Regions from separate parts of the Ovis aries genome. Here region 1 is linked to region 2. Evidence: chromatin contacts called from public Hi-C data. All regions are on one chromosome and are shown on one strand. Each heading gives the region's core, a stretch centred on a gene start, on an enhancer-like site or on the middle of the called end of the contact. The rest is flanking DNA. Distances are from core to core; before and after follow the strand shown. Region 1 holds the start of SCARA5 (scavenger receptor class A member 5). Region 2 overlaps SCARA5 (scavenger receptor class A member 5).

Region 1 (3,316 bases), core at 329-2,828, 130 kb before region 2:
CCCTGCGGAAGGGAAGAGCCCCTGGAGAGGAAATGGCAACCCACTGGAAATGGCACTCCAGTATTCTTACCTGGAGAATTCCATGGACAGAGGAGCCTTGTGGGCTACAGTCCATGGGATTGCAAGCATCGGACATGACTTAGTGGCTAAACCACCAGCAATAGCAGTGCCTACCTGACAGGGTTGCCATCAAGGTTAAATGAGTTAATATATGAAAAGCACTTGGAATTGCCTGGCACAGGGAACATATGATGAAATGTTTTTCTCTCACTTCCCCTTTCACCTCCTCCTCCTCCTCTTTCTCCCCATCCTCTCCCCTCCTCCCTCTTCCTTATCCTCCAATTATAATTATCATCATCATTACGATATAATTACTGCTTTTTCCAGTAAAACGGAGCCTCGGAGCCCCACACTGTAGCTCCCTCCCAGGGACGGTCAAGAGGCAGTTACTGACAGTGACTAAGACTTCTGTGACTCAGCTGTGGTTTGGTGGGATGGGGGGTAGAGCTGAGCCCTGGCAGACTGTTCTCAGGTACGAGGTCTGGCGCTCCAGTGCTAAGGCTGAATTTGTAACCAAGAAACAGGCGTATGTTCGTGAACGTGACCTTCAGCGCTCTGTCTCTGGGGTGGGAGGCGGGGGAAGGGCCACACATACAAACTGACCATGTACCATGGTTCAGATTGTTTTCAGTATTTCTCTGATGCTTCTCCCATCACCATCTCAACCTGAATGAAGGTAATCACCCCCTCAACATTTTGGTGAGAGCTCCTGTTTTTACACATTGAATATAGCTATGCTGAGGTTTACAGGTGTGTGGTCAGACGCTCAGTTGTGTCCCACCCTTTGTGACCCATGGACTGTAGCCTGCCAGGCTCCTCTGTCCATGGGACTCTCCAGGCAAGAATACTAGAGTGGGTCGCCATGCCCTCCTGCAGGGTTTCTTCCCAACCCAGGGATCAAGCCTGTGTCTCTTATGTCTCCTAGGTTCCTTACCACTAGCGCCACAGTTATCTGTGTCCAAGCCTGCCTCTCAGCCTGGGTTGCGACCCCCTAAGGACAGCAGCCTCCTCTCACTCACCCCTGTAGCCTAACCCTTGTACAACGTCGGGGCTCCAGAAACCCTGGCTTCCTTGATGAATTGCATTGAACCTGACTTTGGGAAGTTCCTTCAGCACCCTCAGAGTCCTCTTCTGAATCTCCCTGGTGTGGGCAATCTGTGTCCTTTACGGGTAGATATGCCTCCAAGAAAACACAGAACGTAGTAATTCTACCCCAAGTTTGGTGAATGAACTGAGCAATGCCAATTCTGTCCTATAAATAAATTTACAAGGCTGGGTTCCTTGCGCAGCTCCTAAGCCAGGTCTAGCTGCCATTCCACTAGAAGCTTTCCAAAAAGTATCTTGAGCAGAGCCTTTAGAACAGGAGGGTGGAGTCCCAAGACCAAGACGCAGCAGGCATGCCTGCGTGAAGCTGTAATGCTGAGATTGGCCACTAGAGGGAGGATGCATTCTAGGCCCCAGGGGAGCCTCGCAGTTGCTCCAAGAACTTTATAAAGCCTGGCGGCCAGTGCAGCTGCAGTTCACAGCTCAGTCAGTACCTAGCGGAGCCGCTGGTGCCTCCACAGAACATCTCGAGCGCTGCCCAAGGCTGAAAGAGGCCAGACACCAAGACAGGGACTCCCACTTGGGCACAAGGTTGAGTCTTGCCTCCTGATCCTCCTGGAGAAGTGATCCCCGAGACCCTGGGCACTGGGCAGCCTCTATGACTCCGTCTGGATTCGGCTGGCTGTGGGGACAAGCTCTGAGGGGCTGCCTGGGTCTCGGGGTGGGGGCAGTGGCCAGCTCTCCAGCCACCATGGCAAATGCCAGGAACTGAGGGGACAGGTTCTGCAGCTTCACTGGGGGCACTCAGGTGAGTCTGGGCACTGACTGTCCTAGCACCTGGGCATGGCTTCCTAAAGGCAGCCGGAGGACACAGGGCACAGGTTTGGGCATCGCGTGGAGGTGCAGGTCCTGGGAGGGGAGGTTGTAACTGTCAGCCTAGGGGATCTGCCAGATTTTCATCCATCTGTCTGGGCTGGTGAGTGTGGGTATTTGGGAGCCAGAGAAAGTGATCGCCTTAGTGGCAACTCTGCCTGGCTTGTGTCAGAGCGCCAGAGCCTCTTCAGGGAGCAGATGGTACAGGTGACAGTCTCTCCACATGTGTGGTGAATGTGTGTGCATGCGTGTGCCTGTGGGTGTGCCCAGCAGTGGAACGTAGGAAGGCAGAGCTTGTTTATAAATCATCTGCACCTCTCTAGTTCTGAGTGATGCTTCAGATGATCTGAGTACAGTTAGAGGAGGAAAGGGCTCAAAGCCTCCTTAGCAATTCTCTCTCCAGAGAGGACCTTGTTCACGGTGATCCCTATCTGATTTTGAGGAGTTACGAGCCCTGTAGCGTTAAATGCTGGAACCCAGCAAGGCTGGGGCCACCACCCCTCTGCAGGAAGAACTGATTGAGTCCTGCTGCTGCCTGGAGGGGGGCTTTGAGAATCAAGGTATGGCTCTCAGGTCTGGTCTGCATTCACAATTGCTTTCGCAAAGGGGTCCAAATGGGATTGTTTCTGGGACTAGCTAGGTGGGAGGGAGGCTGAGGGAACCCAGAGACCCCTGTACCAGGCTGCTTGGCAGGATCAGAAGATGCTGGGGGTCCGTGGGTGGTTACCAGGCTCCACCACCATCTCCCTACCTGCCCCATCCACACAGCCCTCCCATGTGCCCTGATCCACATGAGACTCACAGAGACCTTGTAGCTGGGAGGTGTGTCCTCCTCATCGCAAAGGCTGAGGCTGGATGTGTTAGCTGACAGACCAAGCTCCCCGGGGATAAGATGTGGCATCAGCTTGGGACCCCATGTCCTCTGAGCCCCCACTCCCCACAGGTCACTTTGGTGTCTACACCCTGCCTGGATTTCAATGGCACTGGCCCCCTCCCTTCCAGCTCTCTTAGCTCCACGGTCCCCACCTGGCCCTCTTCCCTGCATCACTGTGGGACCGAAAGGTGGCCTCCGAAAGGGACATGCATCCTGGCCAGAGCAGCCTTGTGCGGAGCCAATGCCCTGGGTGGGGTTAAATGCTGGAGGACCTCCTCTCTGACATTCTTCAGTTCCTGCTCCTCTGGGCTTCACTTGGCTTATCTTTAGAATGGGAAAAACGGACCAATGCCACCTGCCCCCTTGCAGTGCCCCTGGGAGGTGGGGAGCTCCAGATGGCGTAGGATCTGTACGGTGTGGGAGGAACATACTCCAGGTCATGCTCCAGGGGTGGGGGTGGAGGGT
Region 2 (3,453 bases), core at 356-2,855:
TACATACGCATTTTTTGGTATAGGCATTAGTTTGTCGTGTTATCTTAGATTCCTCCTGCAAGTGATATAAAGTATTTGACTTTTCTGACTTATTTTGCTTAGAGTAATGCCCTCCAGGTTCATTCATGTTGCTGCAGATAGCAAAGTTTTGTTCTTTTCTGTGGCTGAGTAGTATCCCGTTGTATATATAATATATATCACGTCTTCTTTATCTAATCCTCTGTTGATGAACACTGGTTGCTCTCCTGTCTTGGCAACTGTATAATTATGGTGCTGCTGTGAACATTGGGGTGCATGTATCTTCTTGAATTAGTTTTTGTTTCTTGTGGATATGTGCCTTGAAGTGGGATTGCTGAATCATATGGTAATTCTATTTTTCGTTTTTTGAGAAACCTCCATACTATTCTCCACCAATTTATATTCTTACCAGCAGTGGGTTTTTTTTAAAAATCATTTTCTGTTCACTAATGTAGCCCAAACACCAGAAGAGCGCTGAGCATGGAGTAGACACTTCAATACTGAATGAATGAATGATGAGAATAAAATAAAATCTCTGCTTACTCATCCCAACCATCCCCTCACATTCCAACAGCCCCTGAGGCTCCAAGTGTCAGAAGACCTGGCCTCTGGTCCCAGTTTTGCCTCCATAAGATAAAACTTCACCGTGTAGCTTCAGTTTTCTGACTCTAAAGTCGGGGAACAGAGAACCCCCTTCCTGCTCCATAATGGGGCTTGTTATGGAGCTCAGAGAGAACCAGCATGGAGGAGCAGGCCTACTCTAGAGCAGGGCTCTCAGACTTGAAGGCATGCTGACTGGTGGAGGTGCTGCTAAGATACAGTGTGTTAGTCGCTTCAGTCGTGTCCGACTGTCTGTGACTGTAGCCCCCCAGGTTCCTCTGTCCATGGGATTCTCCAGGCAAGAATACTGGGGTGGGTTGCCGTGCTCTCCTCCAGGGGATATTCCCAACGCAGGAATCAAACCCAGGTTCAGGTTGCAGTGGGCCCAAGACTCTGCATTGCTGATGAGCTCCCGGGTGATACTGACCTCCTGGTGCTCAGGCCACACAATGAGTGTCAAGTGTCAGCTCTCATGGATGTCAGCTGACACAATGATTGGTATCTGGACTCATGAGAGTTCTAGCCTCTCTGACTCGTGGGGAGCAGAGATGATCTGAGTTCACTGGCCCCTTTAGTGATGTCCCAATAACTGCCGATATGAGCATTGCTGATTTAACAACCCTGTCCTCATTTTATTAGCTCTTCCATGACTGAACATTAGCTAGAACTCCCTAACCTAACCCCAGCTAGAGTTTGGAGTTCCGTGATCCTGTGGACGCGTTAGGACTGGTAACCTCGGGCCTGTTCTGTATTTGTCAGTCTCCTTCATTTGCTGCTTTATTTGTTTTGGGTGTGACTAATCCCACGGAGCTCTTGGGTCTGCAGCCTTTTCCTGGCTAATTTGTAAACTGATGTGTTTTCCAGGAGACATTTAATCTGAGAATTTTTGCTCAGCCTCAAAGGGCTTATTGTGTAAGAGGCACACTGTATCCGGCCAGGGAAGAGGCTGTGATGAACAAATAACATTAACAAAGACAGCAGAAAGAGATCTCTCCTCCCAGCCCTGTCCCCTAGTTCACTGCTCTGCAATCCCTTGAGCAGATGATGAATATCTCAGCCTAACAAAAATATGTCCAAACCACTAAGTCCTTGCAATCAATTTGTTGTTGCTCAGTCGCTCGGTCATGCCCGACTCTGTCACCCGATGGACTGCAGCACCCCAGGCTTCCCTGTCCTTCACTATCTCCCGGAGCTTGCTCAAACTCATGTCCATGGAGTCAGTGATGCCATCTAACCATCTCATCCTCAGCCGCCCCCTTCTCCTCCTGTCCTCAATCTTTCCCTGCATCAGAGTCTTTTCCAAAGGGTTGGCTCTTTGTATCAGTGGCCAAAATATTGGAGCTTCTTACTGGGCAGCAAAATGGTTTAGTTATTCCCTGGATGTGCTTTGTAAAAGGATTTCCCATGCAGTCCAAGGGTGAGTGACAGGTTTTAAGGATTTTAATACTCAAAGAGTCAGACATGATTTAACAACTAAACAACAACAATACCCGACAATTCCTCTAAAAGGAGAGGTTGTCTGGCTGCCGAGAGACGGGACAAAGAGGCATGGTGCCAGGATCAGATGCTAGGATCCCTGAACTGCCTTTCGTGTAGGGTTTTGATGCATTTCAAAGCCCTTTAAAATACAGGAACTGTTACTTCGTTTGGGCTTCCTTTGTGGTTCAGCAGTGAAGAATCTGCCTGCCAAGGCAGGAGACTCGGGTTCAATCCCTCGGTCAGGAAGATTCCCCTGGAGAAGGAAATGGCAACCTACTCCAGTATTCTTGCCTGGGCGATCCCATGAACAGAGGAGCCTGGTGGGCTACAGTCCAAGAGGTTGCAAAGAGTTGGATACTACATAGCGGCTAAACACAATTACCTCGTTTAACTCGCCCAGATTGACATGGCAATATTGGAACGCAGTTTCTGACCTTCAACCCCATGATTTCTGATACCAGCTCTTGAACGTAACAAGTAAGTTACAAGTAGGTTCTCCGTTTACTTAGCTTCAGCACCAAAAGTCTCACATCCTGGGAATCCCCTCCTACTTTTACAACTGAAATGGTCCTCCTGGATGGGCTGAGACTTGAGATTTGTCCTGCTTGTTGTAAAGCCCTATTTCTGCTGTACCAGTGCTTCTCAAACTTCAGTGCAGGACCACTTGGTTCAAATGTAGATTCTGGTTCAGTAGGTCCTGGGCAGGGCATGAGGTTGTGTATTTTTAACAAACTCTGATGCTACTGATCTAGGATCACACTTTGAGTAGCGAAGCTCTAAGATAATGACTCCATGGGAGATGGGAGCCCTGAAGCTCAGGCAGCATTCCAGAGGGCTCCCGAGTGAGCTCCCACCATTAAAGATGTGGCTTGGCCATCAGCCCAGAGAACCCACCAGAACATGGTTGATGGCCCTGCCAGTTCATCAGTGGGGGCTCCAGGTGACTTCTCCCCTCTCCGCTGACCCCAAACAAGCCCTCTCCATTCCCTTGAAGCCACACCCAGCTGACCTATTCCCTTGACGTTCATTGAAGACCTCAGTGCCAAGTCTGTGTCTCTTGAGACTCGGGTACAATCCTGGGAAAACCAACTAAAGACTCCTTGCATGGGCACCTTTAGACCATCAGGGTGGTCCTCCTACGAGCTGAGTGAACAGGGTGGGGTGAACAGGTGGGCAAAACTCAGCTGGATTGTCTTAGCGACCTTGTATTTTGGGAACTGACCTAGTTGCTTATGGTTACGGATGCTTCCGCCTGTCATAATATATTTGTGTGGTGATAATGTTAATTTCTGAGATCTGCTGTCATTCCAAGGACTACTGTTTGAAGCTCATTGTGTGAGACCATCAGCTTAAAAT

The links. Hi-C and Micro-C count contacts between places; a contact is called where the count stands out from the background.
Region 1: a contact with region 2 is called in a Hi-C map of mesenteric adipose tissue, with 3 times the contacts expected there. The contact joins the promoter of SCARA5 here to the enhancer-like site in region 2. A contact is called at or near these places in 12 of 16 Hi-C or Micro-C datasets (blood, hypothalamus, liver and 6 more).

The regions. Positions count from the first base shown.
Region 1 is chr2:102,392,049-102,395,364 of ARS-UI_Ramb_v3.0, reverse strand. It overlaps SCARA5 (scavenger receptor class A member 5), which reads left to right and starts at 1,578. Exons shown (of 9, transcript XM_004004436.6): 1 at 1,578-1,912. The region is part of intron 2 of LOC132659185 (a long non-coding RNA gene); the gene reads right to left.
Region 2 is chr2:102,263,388-102,266,840 of ARS-UI_Ramb_v3.0, reverse strand. All of the region lies in intron 8 of SCARA5 (scavenger receptor class A member 5), which reads left to right. Among named protein-coding and RNA genes, the nearest start is that of PBK, 28 kb to the right of the region's middle. Within about 2 kb of position 1,605, at least 6 of the 54 cell types and tissues checked have an H3K27ac peak or open chromatin away from gene starts, as enhancers often do. A contact at or near this core is called in tail adipose tissue, where this site is marked.